Regions from separate parts of the Sus scrofa genome. Here regions 1 and 3 are each linked to region 2. A link is a contact called in public HiChIP or PLAC-seq data. All regions are on one chromosome and are shown on one strand. Each heading gives the region's core, a stretch centred on a gene start, on an enhancer-like site or on the middle of the called end of the contact. The rest is flanking DNA. Distances are from core to core; before and after follow the strand shown. Region 1 overlaps GNG7 (guanine nucleotide-binding protein G(I)/G(S)/G(O) subunit gamma-7). Region 2 overlaps GNG7 (guanine nucleotide-binding protein G(I)/G(S)/G(O) subunit gamma-7). Region 3 has its middle 16 kb from the start of GADD45B.

Region 1 (3,318 bases), core at 136-2,635, 77 kb after region 2:
TCAGTGGTCAGGCCGAGGTATGGCCACCCTCTCTGCTCAGGGCCTCACCAGGCTGCAGTTGAAAGCCTCATCTGGAGCTCATTTTGGTTGTTCCAGAATTCAGTTCCTTGCAGCCATAGCACTGGGCTTCCCCTTCCCTTGCAACCTCCTCCATTTCTTGTCACCTAGCCACCTCCATCGTCAGAGCTGGCAACAAGGGCTCTCCCTCATGTGGGATCCCTTTCACCCTTGTTCCCCTGATTAGAGTAGGCCCACCAAGGACAGCCCCTATCATGGACACAAGGTGGCCCCAGAGCCATGTCCCCTAGTATTCTCGGGTGCTGCACACTTAGAGAGGGGATGGCACAAGGTCACTGGGCGTCATCGTAGAGGTGTGGACAGACCCCACGAGGCCCTTGCTAGGTTGCTGGTGAAGGTGGGGTGTGTGACAAAGGCTTCATAATTGCCAGCCAGTCCCCCAGGTGCGGCCCAGGGGGGTCACTCCAGGTCACAGGTGGGGGGGGGGGCATTAGCCCTGACTCAGGGTAGGCCCTGAAACCAGCACCACACCCCAGAAATAAAACCTTCATTCCCATGTCTCATGAGCCTCCCTGTTGTCATTAATGGCAAAATTCAGGACAGAGGCATTGACATGAGGGCTCTGTCAAGGGATTCTAATCCAGTGCTTCTCAACTGGAGGGGTGGTCCTGCCCCCTGGAGACATGGGGCTATGTCTGGGGACACCTGTGGTTGTCACAGCTAAGGGGTTTCTGGTGTGGGGAGGGCAGGGATGCTGCTCTGCCTCCCACAGTGAATGACCTGCACCAGTGTCAGCAGGGCTGTAGGGGGACAGGGGGAGGACAGACCCTGGACTAGTTCATCCTCCTCAGGACAGTAGGTGGCCTTTTGGGGACATTCTCTCTCTCTGAGAGCCAGGGCTCCCACCTCACCTCATCCCAGGCCTGGTAGCTCATGCTGCTTCTAGTCGTTGTATCTCTGAGATGCAGAACAGAGGAGCAGCGGGCTAGGGGGAGAACAGAGTCCTGAACCCCCTGTTTTCAATCCTCCAGCACTACGTGACCCGCTTTTCCATGAACGGAGCAGTTAGTCTAGGTCTTGCCTAGAACCTCCCTGGGGGAAGAGGTGCAGCCGTGGCTTCCCAGGAACCGGCTGCTCTGCAGGTCCACATTCTGCAGGTTGTGGAAATGACAGCCTGGCCGGCTGGGGCGGGGTCCTCAGGAGCTCCCTCTAGGGCCACCAGAACCAGAAGCCGCTCCTCGAAGGCCCTGCTCCCCTTGCCTCTGCCCCGCCAGCCACATTTTTCACATTCTTTTCCTTCTACGCAGCCTGAAGCAGCCAACTTTCAGAGGCTTCCACTGGCATCCTGTCCTCTCTTCTGGTGAGGAGGCAGCACTGGTGGCCGGTGTCGTTTCTCAGGCCGGCCGAGCGGCACCCTCCCAGCTATGCGAGCTATGTATGGAATTCAAAGCCATTGCAGGCATGGCATTCTCGCTGTCACTGCTTCCTGAGCAGCCGGAAAGCACCTCCGGTGCTGAGATGGCATCGCAGGCTGAGCAGGGGGCATGTCTGCTGGGGCCTCTGTGTCTGCCTGCCAGAGATGCCCTGCGGGATGGGGTGTCCTCCCTGGCCGCCTGGGCTACATGCCCATCCCACTCTCCCATCTGCCCTGCGCCTCAGCCTCGGGGCCCCAGGCTGGCTGGCTGCTTCTTGGCTTTGCCTCCAACAAGGTCTCAGATCCCTGTCTGCCATGTGTTCCTCCCCCCACCCCGCCACAAGAGCGATCCGGACACATAGTCATGTCAGGCATCCTGGCAGACCCAGAGTAGAAAGCCACCTTAGAGCCCACAGTGCCTGGCCTGCCTGAGGGAGTGCCCATTACCCCATCTAACCCGCCCAGCCAGAAGGAAGCAGACATGACTGCCAGGAAACACCAGCCAGCAGTAGCAAAGGAACAGAGACATGATAAGTCCTCCTGGGGGGTGGGGAGGGGCTGTCCTCCATGGGGGCAGAGGTGATTATGCAGGGGCCTCTCAGGAGCACACACGTGTAGCCGTGTTGGAAGCTGGCAGGACAGCCTGCTCATGTCCTGGGAGAAAATGCAGAGTTCCCTCTTTGGCACAGTGGGTTAAGGAGCTGGTGTTGCTACAGCTGCAGTGTAGTTCACAGATGCAGCTCAAATTTGATCCCTGACCTGGGAACTTCCGTATGCCGTGAGTGTGGCTGAAAAAGATAAAAAAAAAAAAAAAAAAAGGACGGGAACTCCAAGATCCCCAGCATCACTTACAAACCATAACCAGACAGGAGGCACTCAGGGTTTTCTCTGACGCTGGTGGCCACTCAGGCCTGCCCCAGGCCCAGTGCTGGTGTCACTGATGTCCCCAGTGTTCTGCCCTAGTCCTTCCTCAGAAAAAGAAGCATCACCCCCCAGTGTGTGGAGACCCTCAGACCTGGGTCCCCCCATGTCTATACTCTTTGCCAAATGCACTGGGCCATGGACGATACAGGGACCGTGCCCCGCTGGTATTTGTCTTTCTCTTTCTGACTGACTTCACTTAGTATGAGAGTCTCTAGTTCCATTCATGTTGCTGCAAATGGCATTATTTTCTTTTTTATGGCTAAGTAATATTCCATTGTGTATATACACCACATCTTAATCCATTCATCTGTCGATGGACATTTGCTGATTGTTGTTTCCATGCCTTGGCTAATGTTTGTAGTGATGCAATGAACATAGGAGTGCATGTATCTTTTTCAATGAAAGTTTTGTCTGGTTACATGCCCAGGAGTGGGATTGCTGGGTCATATGGTAGTTCTATATTTAAAGTTTCTATATTTTTCTGAGATATCTCCATACTGTTTTCCATAGTGGTTGTACGTACTTTCCTTCTGATTAGGAAAATATATAGCTTCTACTTCAACACCAAGATGAGGGCTTTTCTTTTTCTTCCTTTTCTTTTTCTTTTTCTTTTTTTTTTTTTTTTTCTCCTTTTCTTTTCTTTTTTTCTTTTTAGGGCCGAACCCACGGCATATGGAAGTTCTGAGGCTGGGGTCAAATTGGAGCTGCAGCTGCCAGACTACATCACAGCCACAGGAACATGGGATCCAGGCCTTGTCTGCGACCTATGCCACAGCTCACAGCAACACCAGATCCTTAACCCACCGAGGGAGGCCAGGGATTGAACTCACGTCCTCATGGATACTAGTCAGGTTCGTTACTGCTGAGCCACAACAGGAACTCCCTCTTTCTTTTTTTTTTTTTTGCAAAATGTTTACTTAAAAATGTCATTCCAGGGAGTTCCCATCATGGCCCAGCAGAAA
Region 2 (3,569 bases), core at 864-3,363:
GTGGAGTCAGCTCCTCCTGCTTGTGTGTGTGGCGGGGCGGGGGTTTGGGGGGAGGCAGGGCGGGGGTTTGGGGGGAGGCGGGGCTGAAGAAACACGAATGTCCAGCCTTCGGTGGTGCTGTGCCCCATGCTTGCTGTGCAGGGCGGCGGCACTCTTTTCCCACAGCTCTGTGTGGCTTATCTGCCACCTCTGTGGGTAGCCAGCCCTTCTGGTGGGTTTATTCTCGGGGGGGGGGGCATCTGCATGTCTGTGGGGGCTACCAGCACCAGAAGGCTCAGGTTCAGATCTAGATGCACCTCCCTCTTGCACAGGCACCCCAGGTGACTCACTTGACCTTTTCAAGCACAGAAGGTGGGCCTGCTGTCACCACCGCAGTCCTGTTATCCACAGGAGGGCCGCCAAGTGCTGCCTCTTGAGGGTTCCCCAAAGAGATGGGTGACGGGGAGGGCCAGAATCCTTGTGAGGGACCCCAGTTCTTTGTGGGGGTGAGAACCGTCCCTTGTCCTCGCCCAGCCATTCGGCCTGAGCTCTGAGGCCTGCTGAAATAGCCCGTGGCTGGAGTAAAGTCTTCCCCGAAGTTCACTGCTGCCTCCTTTGTGCCCCACGTAAGGGGGGTTGTGCCCAGAGAGCTGCCGTGTGCTTCTCCCTCACGGGAGCCTTCACAATAGCAGCACCCTCCACGTCTGTGCACCTCCTGCGGGAGGTGGAACTCCAAGACGGCGCCCATGACGGCTGCCCCTGGTGTCCACACCCTGTGTGATCCCTGCTCCCGAGTGTGGGTGGAGCCTGGAATGGGTGGGATGCCACTGTGGTTAGGCTGGTGTGATATGGCCAAAGGGACTTGGCGGGTGTCACGAAGACCCTTAATCAGTTGACCTTAGAGTTCATCACAAGGGGGGCCATCTGGGTGGGATGGGCCCTTCCAAGAGATCAGAAGCGTGTCTAGAGGCGTCAGATCCATAGACACAGGAAGTGGATGGTGGGGCAGGGGCTGGGGGAGGGGCTGGCAAGTCAGTGTTTCATGGGGACAGAGTTTCCATTCGGGAAGATGAGAAAGTCCTGGAGATGATGGTGGGGATGGTCACATGACATTGTGAATGTGCCTAATGCCACTGAGCTGTGCACTTAGAAATATTTAAGATGGCAAGATGCCTTTTATCACAATAAAGAGAGTGAGAGGGGAGTTCCCATGGTGGCTCAGCAGAAATGAATCTGACTGGCATCCATGAGGACGCAGGTTCGATCCCTGGCCTCGCTCTGTGGGTTAAGGATCTGGCGTTGCTGTGAGCTATGGTGTAGGCCAGCAGCTACAGCTCCAATTCGACCCCTAGCCTGGAAGCCTCCATGTGTCGTGAGTGCAGACCTAAAAAGATTAAAAAGAGAGAGAGAGAGCGAGAGGGAGAAAGACCAGAGTAGTGGCAGACACTCTCCTACTGGCCTTGAAGAAAGCAAACAGCCACATCATGAGCTGGATGAGGCCATGCAGCCTCGGAGCTGAGAGCTACTCTCACCCAACAACCAGCAGGAAAAGTCCTACCACTGCGGGGAGGTGGATTCTGCCAACCACACAGATGAGCTTGGGAGGCGACCCTGAGTTCCCAGCGGAGAACTCAACCTAGCCAGTCCCTCGATTTCAGGCTTTTGAGACCCCGATTTGAGGACCCAGTTAAGCCACACCCTCTTTCCTAACACAGAAACCAGGAGATGATCAAGGATGTTGTTTTTGACCCTACGTTTGTGGCATCTTGTCACACACCAGTAGCTGACTGACACACCTACCCGGTTGCCTTCAGGTGTGCTCGTTCTGAAACTCACCTCAACCCTGCCAATTAGAGATCACCAGCTCCGTCTCACAGAGAAACTAGGAGCTGAGAGAGGCTGAGGAACTGGCCCAGGGCCACGCGGTAACTGTTCTGTGACATTCTAATTAGCTGCATCTGTTACCCAGGCTGGACCGTAAGCTCCTTCAGGTCAAGGATCTTGCCCAACCGCCGGCCGGATGTTTAGCAAGTGAGCAAAAGAAGGAAGGAATGAGCTGGGGAGGAATCCTCACCTGACCTCCCCAGCGGAGAGGCGAGCCTGTGAGCAGGACTCATGACACATAGGGGCCTGCAGGGAGCGCACTCACCACGCCCCGAAAGCAGTGATGATCACACTGGGCTCCCTCGCTGAGTCAGCGGCCAGGGCCGAGGTCAGCTCGTGAGTCCCCTGGAATGGGACATGCTGTCCCTGGCTCCCTGACTAACGTCCCAGCTGATTCGAGAGCTCTGCCTGATGACAGGCGAGCTTGGAGCCAGGGCCCCTGGGTGCTGGGCTCACAAAGCCAAGCGGCTGGAAGGCAGGGAGAGCTGGGCTGCGAGCTGTGGGTGTCCTTGACCAGGGAGCCAGGGCTGCCAGTGAGGACAGGCATGCGGAGAAGGTGGGAAGAGAGGCAGCTGGGGACTGGGGATGGGGCCACACCCACACGGGCCCCTTGGTGAACCGTCAACCAAGTCTCCCTTGTCCCCATGCTGAGGGGCAGGGCCGGCTGGCCCCCTCGGCACTGATGGCCGGGTAGGAGGGAGCAGTCATTTTCTGGACGGGGCCAGGCACCGTGGGGGGTGGAGCAGCATCCCTGCTCCCACCCATTCAATGCCAGGAGCCTCCCACTAATGACAACCACAGGTGTCCCCAACTGCTCGGGGGTGGGGGGGTGGGAGAGGAGTAGAATCACTCCAGCTGAGACCCTGGTTGAGTGAGCTGATAGTGACAGCACTGCCTGAGAGCAACAGCAGGTGCTCCCCCAAGGCTTCAGGGAGGCCTTCTTGGAGGAAGTGACGTCTGAGTTGAGGTTGGTGGTGCCATGGAGCTGACTGGGGTGGGAGGGTGTGTGCTTGGGAGCAGAAGCTGCTTCCAGGACAGTGGGCAAGGGTGCAAGGTGAAGCAGAGGGAGCAAGGAGGCCTTGGGCAGAGACTATCTTATCCTGAGGGCAGTAGGGAGCCATAGAGGGTTCCATCCCACCCATGGCAGCAATCAGTTGATTTCCTGGTTTTCTGCATTAGGAAACTGAGCCACAGAGAAGGTGAGGTGCCCCAATCACCCCCAGCAGTGATGGGGAAAGGCCCAGCAGGCTTCAGGGCTGTTTCCACAATGTTTGAGGGTGGGGTGGCCACTGGCGCCAGGCCTGCGGGAAGCAGCACCACCTCAGCACCTCCCACTCTGAGACCCCCTTCAGGCAGGCATCTGCTCCCACCCTCTTTCCCTTCAGTAAATTGGGGTGATGACTGCCCTGCTGCCCAAGGCTGCTGCAAGAGGAGGTGAGGTTATCAGTTCTGCCGTCCGTGTCCCCAGGAGGCACAGTGAGGGTTCTGGATGGACAGGAAGCATGTCACATCACCCTGTTGTCTTTGAAATTCTCCTGCCTGAGCCCCTGACCCTCCCCTCTGGTCTCTGCCTTCCTTCTTCCTGAAGGTGTCAGGGGTCGTCCAGCCTCCCTGGTATCCATGGAAACCTGGGCCTGAGTGAGGGACCCCAAGCCCTTCAGCAGGTTGGTGGGGAGCTCTGAGCCCCTGCTCCCCACCCCAGGACC
Region 3 (3,365 bases), core at 283-2,782, 110 kb after region 2:
GCACAGAGAGATAGAGTCACTACTTCAAGTTTGCCCAGCTGTTAAACTCTCAAGTGTAAATAGAGATGAAATGGTTGGGGAATGAGCCTCAAATGGGTCCCACTCCTGCCCTGGATCCTCTGTGCCTCGGTTTACCCACGCATGCAGATTTCCCTCTTGGGAATGTTGTTCCCCGCCTCAGCCAGAGTGTAGAAGTCAAGACCCCTTCACAGCAGAGCCTACAGTCACAACCCTGAAAGGAGGTGAAAGGTGAGTCGGGGAAGCCCCACCCTGCCCAGGAGACGGAATTCTGATGTGAGATGTCACGGAGGCCAGAAAGTCTGGCTCACCTGGAACGTGGGAACGCCCTTAAGCGGCCCCTCCCCCACAATCAGGAAACAAGGAAATCGCCCCACTAGGTCTGCCCCAAGGGAGACCCCTACTCCTGGGGGCTGTTTGTCCTTGTCTGTCCTTTGTGATCCAGGCAAGCCTTTGGTCAGCCAGGAGGAGGAGGAGGAGGTGGAGAGGCGGAGCGGCCAGCCTGGGTGGAGGAATCCCCAAACCGGCTATTTTTAGCCGGATAAACTATTCCAACACCTTCCCAAAATAGAAAGCAGCCTCCCTGCCCCACAAAAGGCCTGGGCAGCTAGAGAAACGGGTGGGGTTTCAGGAAAGGTGGCCTCGGGCAATCCCCCCCCCCCCCGCCGCCCCAGGTTTTCTCCCCAGCCGCCCTCCCCAGGGCTGGCTACGCACTGAACAGGGCCGGGGGCGGAGGGTGCTGACCCCAAGACCTGGAGGGGTCGGAACTCCCAGGAAGGGTAAGGACCCTGTAAAGTGGAGTCCCCTCCCCCTCCCCACTTCCCTGGCCTGAGGGCTGCTGACCCAGGAATCGAGAGGGCCTTAGCCCCGCCACGCAGGCTAAAAATAGCCCTCGCCTCCTCCCAGGCTATTTTTAGAGTCTACTCGTCCTGGCCTCAGCACAAAGGCAGCCAGCCGGTGGGCACACCCCGCCGGGCAGCCTGGGCGCCCGGCTCTGACGCCGGCAACGCCTCTGGCCACCGCAGGGGCCAGAGCTGGGGAGAGACCAACAGGGTGGACAGACCTGGCTTGAGCGCCCAACTTGCTGGGTGGCGCCAGGGCAGCCCAGGCCCTCTCTGAGCCCGCTCGCTACGGAAAAGAGAGGGACACTGGTGGGTGAGGGATCGAGACCCCAGAAGGGGCTGGGAAAAGGGGGCTTCCAGCCCCGGCCCCTCACTCTTTCGACTGGGTGACTCTTTGAGAACCCCGAGATGAGGACTTGAGGCATGCAAGTCTCACAGGTGAGGGCCCACGAGCCTCAGTTTCCACACCTGTGAAATGGGGACATTGGCCGCACCTGGCTCAGGGCTGATCGGAACACAGCGCTCAACCCGTAGCCGGGCAAGTACAAGGCTTGGGGCGCGATTCCGCAGCCAGAATCACTTTCATTTCTCCAGATCCTCCTCCCGCCCAGGCCAGCTCCAGCAACGCTGGGGCTGATGTCATCCCAGCCAGGTCCAACCTCCCCGCGCGGCGGGCGCAGGCGGGCGCCGCCGTCACAGGCGTTCCTGCGCCAGGGAATCCCGGCCCCCGCGCAAGGTCTCCAGTGGAAATCCGTGACGCCAGTGCCCGCCGCCACAGGTCTTCCGGCCCGTCAGAGCAGCGGGGCGGGGCGTGATCCAACTCAGACCCCCCCCGCCCCGCCCCCACCCCCGCCACGCCGGCCCTGGGCGCGCGCCCGCAAGTTCCAGGAGCACCCAGCCGCGTGCACACGCTCCCCGAGTGTGGAGTGCCCGGGTCCCGGTGCAGCGACACACTTGCACGCCTGGGGGGTTCAGGCATGCACAAGTTCATGGGATACCGCATGGAAAGCACCGTAGATCTGTGTACAGAGCCTCTGCTGGCTCTGAGGAGAGGGTGGGAAACCCTAGCTGACCCTGCAGGGCCTGTCTGTGATGGAGGAGAGGAGGAGGGGCACCAAGCCCGCCCGCTCCCCCACCACACACAAGGGTGCCGGTGGCCTGTGGGCGTGGAGCCGCGGCGATGACTCTGAGCCTGTTCACCGTCTCCCCGCCAGTCTGGGAGCTAATTACTGTCAGGACGAGACGAGTTGGCTGGAAAGATGAACAAATCGCAGTGTGTCTGTAGCACGTCTGGGTCTGCAGGCCCCACCGGCGTCTGTTCCGGGGGTGTGGGGCGTGACAACCCGGCTGCTTCGTGTGTGCGCCCTTGGGAGTCTTGGGCATGTGCGTGGATCCTGGCGGGCCTCTGTGGGTGATCGGGGCAAGATCCCAGCTTGCTCTGTGTCTGTGTGCGCCCGCGCCTTTGTGGGAACATCTACTCTCTGTATATGTAAAATGCATCTAATCATAGTATTTCCTTCCTAGTTTATGAAGAATAAATGAATTAATGTAAAGCGTTTTCTCACCAGGGGGCCCGGTAACCCCACTCCTAGGTATTATCCAGGAGAAATGAAAACTTAGGTCCACACCTCCGTGGTGAATATTTGTAGCAACTTTATTCCTAACCACCAGAAACAGCAAACAACCCAGCTCCCCATTCCTGGTGAACAGGCAAACAGGTGGGACCATAGGTTGAAATACTAGTCAGTGATCAAGAGAAACAAACTAGGAGTTCCTGTCATGGCTCAGCGGAAAGGAATCTGACTAGTATCCAGGAGGATGTGGGTTCAATCCCTGGCCTCACTCAGTGGCTAAAGGATCTGTCATTGTTGTGAGCTGTGGTGTAGGTTGCAGATTCGGCTGAAATCTGGTGTTGCTGTGGCTGTGGTGTAGGCCAGCAGCTGCAGCTCTGATTGGACCCCTAGTCTGGGAACCTCCATATGCCTCGGGTGCTGCCCTAAAAAGGCAAAAAAAGAAAAGAGAGGAACAAACTAACTTTGAAATATTGATGCCCGGTGAGAGAAGCAGACACAGAAGACCATATAGTGTGAAACTTCATTGATGGGAAATGTCCAGAAAAGGCACAGCCACAGACCCTGAGAATTGGTTCCTGGTTGTCAGGGGCTGGGGGAGGGGGTGGAGGTGACTGCTCATGGGACCAGGCTTCTTTTAGGGGGGTGATAAAAATATTTTGGAATTATAGACGACGGTTGCACCGGTCTGAATACACTAAAAACCACGGAATTATACCCTTCAAAGGGGTGAATTTTATGGTATGTGTTTGTATCTTTATTTTTTATTTTTTTAAAGGAACAAACTACTTACACATGTAGCAACGTGGATGGGTCTCTGAGGCAGTTTGCTGAGTTTCAAGAACAGACTCAAAAGGCTGGGTTCTGCGTAATCCTATTTATATGACTTCCTGGAAAAGGCCAAATGTAGGGACAGAGGAGATGGGTGGTGGCA

What was found. HiChIP or PLAC-seq counts read pairs in DNA pulled down with a chosen protein or histone mark.
Region 1: a contact with region 2 is called in an H3K27ac HiChIP or PLAC-seq map of skeletal muscle. The contact joins two enhancer-like sites. A contact is called at or near these places in 10 of 47 Hi-C or Micro-C datasets (embryonic fibroblasts, epiblast stem cells, liver and 3 more) and 1 of 2 datasets of contacts at active chromatin or transcription factors (skeletal muscle).
Region 3: a contact with region 2 is called in an H3K27ac HiChIP or PLAC-seq map of skeletal muscle. The contact joins two enhancer-like sites. A contact is called at or near these places in 7 of 47 Hi-C or Micro-C datasets (liver, mesenteric adipose tissue, omental adipose tissue and 3 more) and 2 of 2 datasets of contacts at active chromatin or transcription factors (alveolar macrophages and skeletal muscle).

The regions. Positions count from the first base shown.
Region 1 is chr2:76,061,351-76,064,668 of Sscrofa11.1, forward strand. All of the region lies in intron 4 of GNG7 (guanine nucleotide-binding protein G(I)/G(S)/G(O) subunit gamma-7), which reads left to right. Among named protein-coding and RNA genes, the nearest start is that of GADD45B, 48 kb to the right of the region's middle. Within about 2 kb of position 1,386, at least 26 of the 83 cell types and tissues checked have an H3K27ac peak or open chromatin away from gene starts, as enhancers often do. A contact at or near this core is called in omental adipose tissue and skeletal muscle, where this site is marked.
Region 2 is chr2:75,983,703-75,987,271 of Sscrofa11.1, forward strand. The region is part of intron 2 of GNG7 (guanine nucleotide-binding protein G(I)/G(S)/G(O) subunit gamma-7); the gene reads left to right. Among named protein-coding and RNA genes, the nearest start is that of GNG7, 56 kb to the left of the region's middle. Within about 2 kb of position 2,114, at least 29 of the 83 cell types and tissues checked have an H3K27ac peak or open chromatin away from gene starts, as enhancers often do. A contact at or near this core is called in alveolar macrophages, liver, mesenteric adipose tissue and 4 more, where this site is marked.
Region 3 is chr2:76,093,884-76,097,248 of Sscrofa11.1, forward strand. No RefSeq gene overlaps it. Among named protein-coding and RNA genes, the nearest start is that of GADD45B, 16 kb to the right of the region's middle. Within about 2 kb of position 1,533, at least 63 of the 83 cell types and tissues checked have an H3K27ac peak or open chromatin away from gene starts, as enhancers often do. A contact at or near this core is called in alveolar macrophages, liver, mesenteric adipose tissue and 4 more, where this site is marked.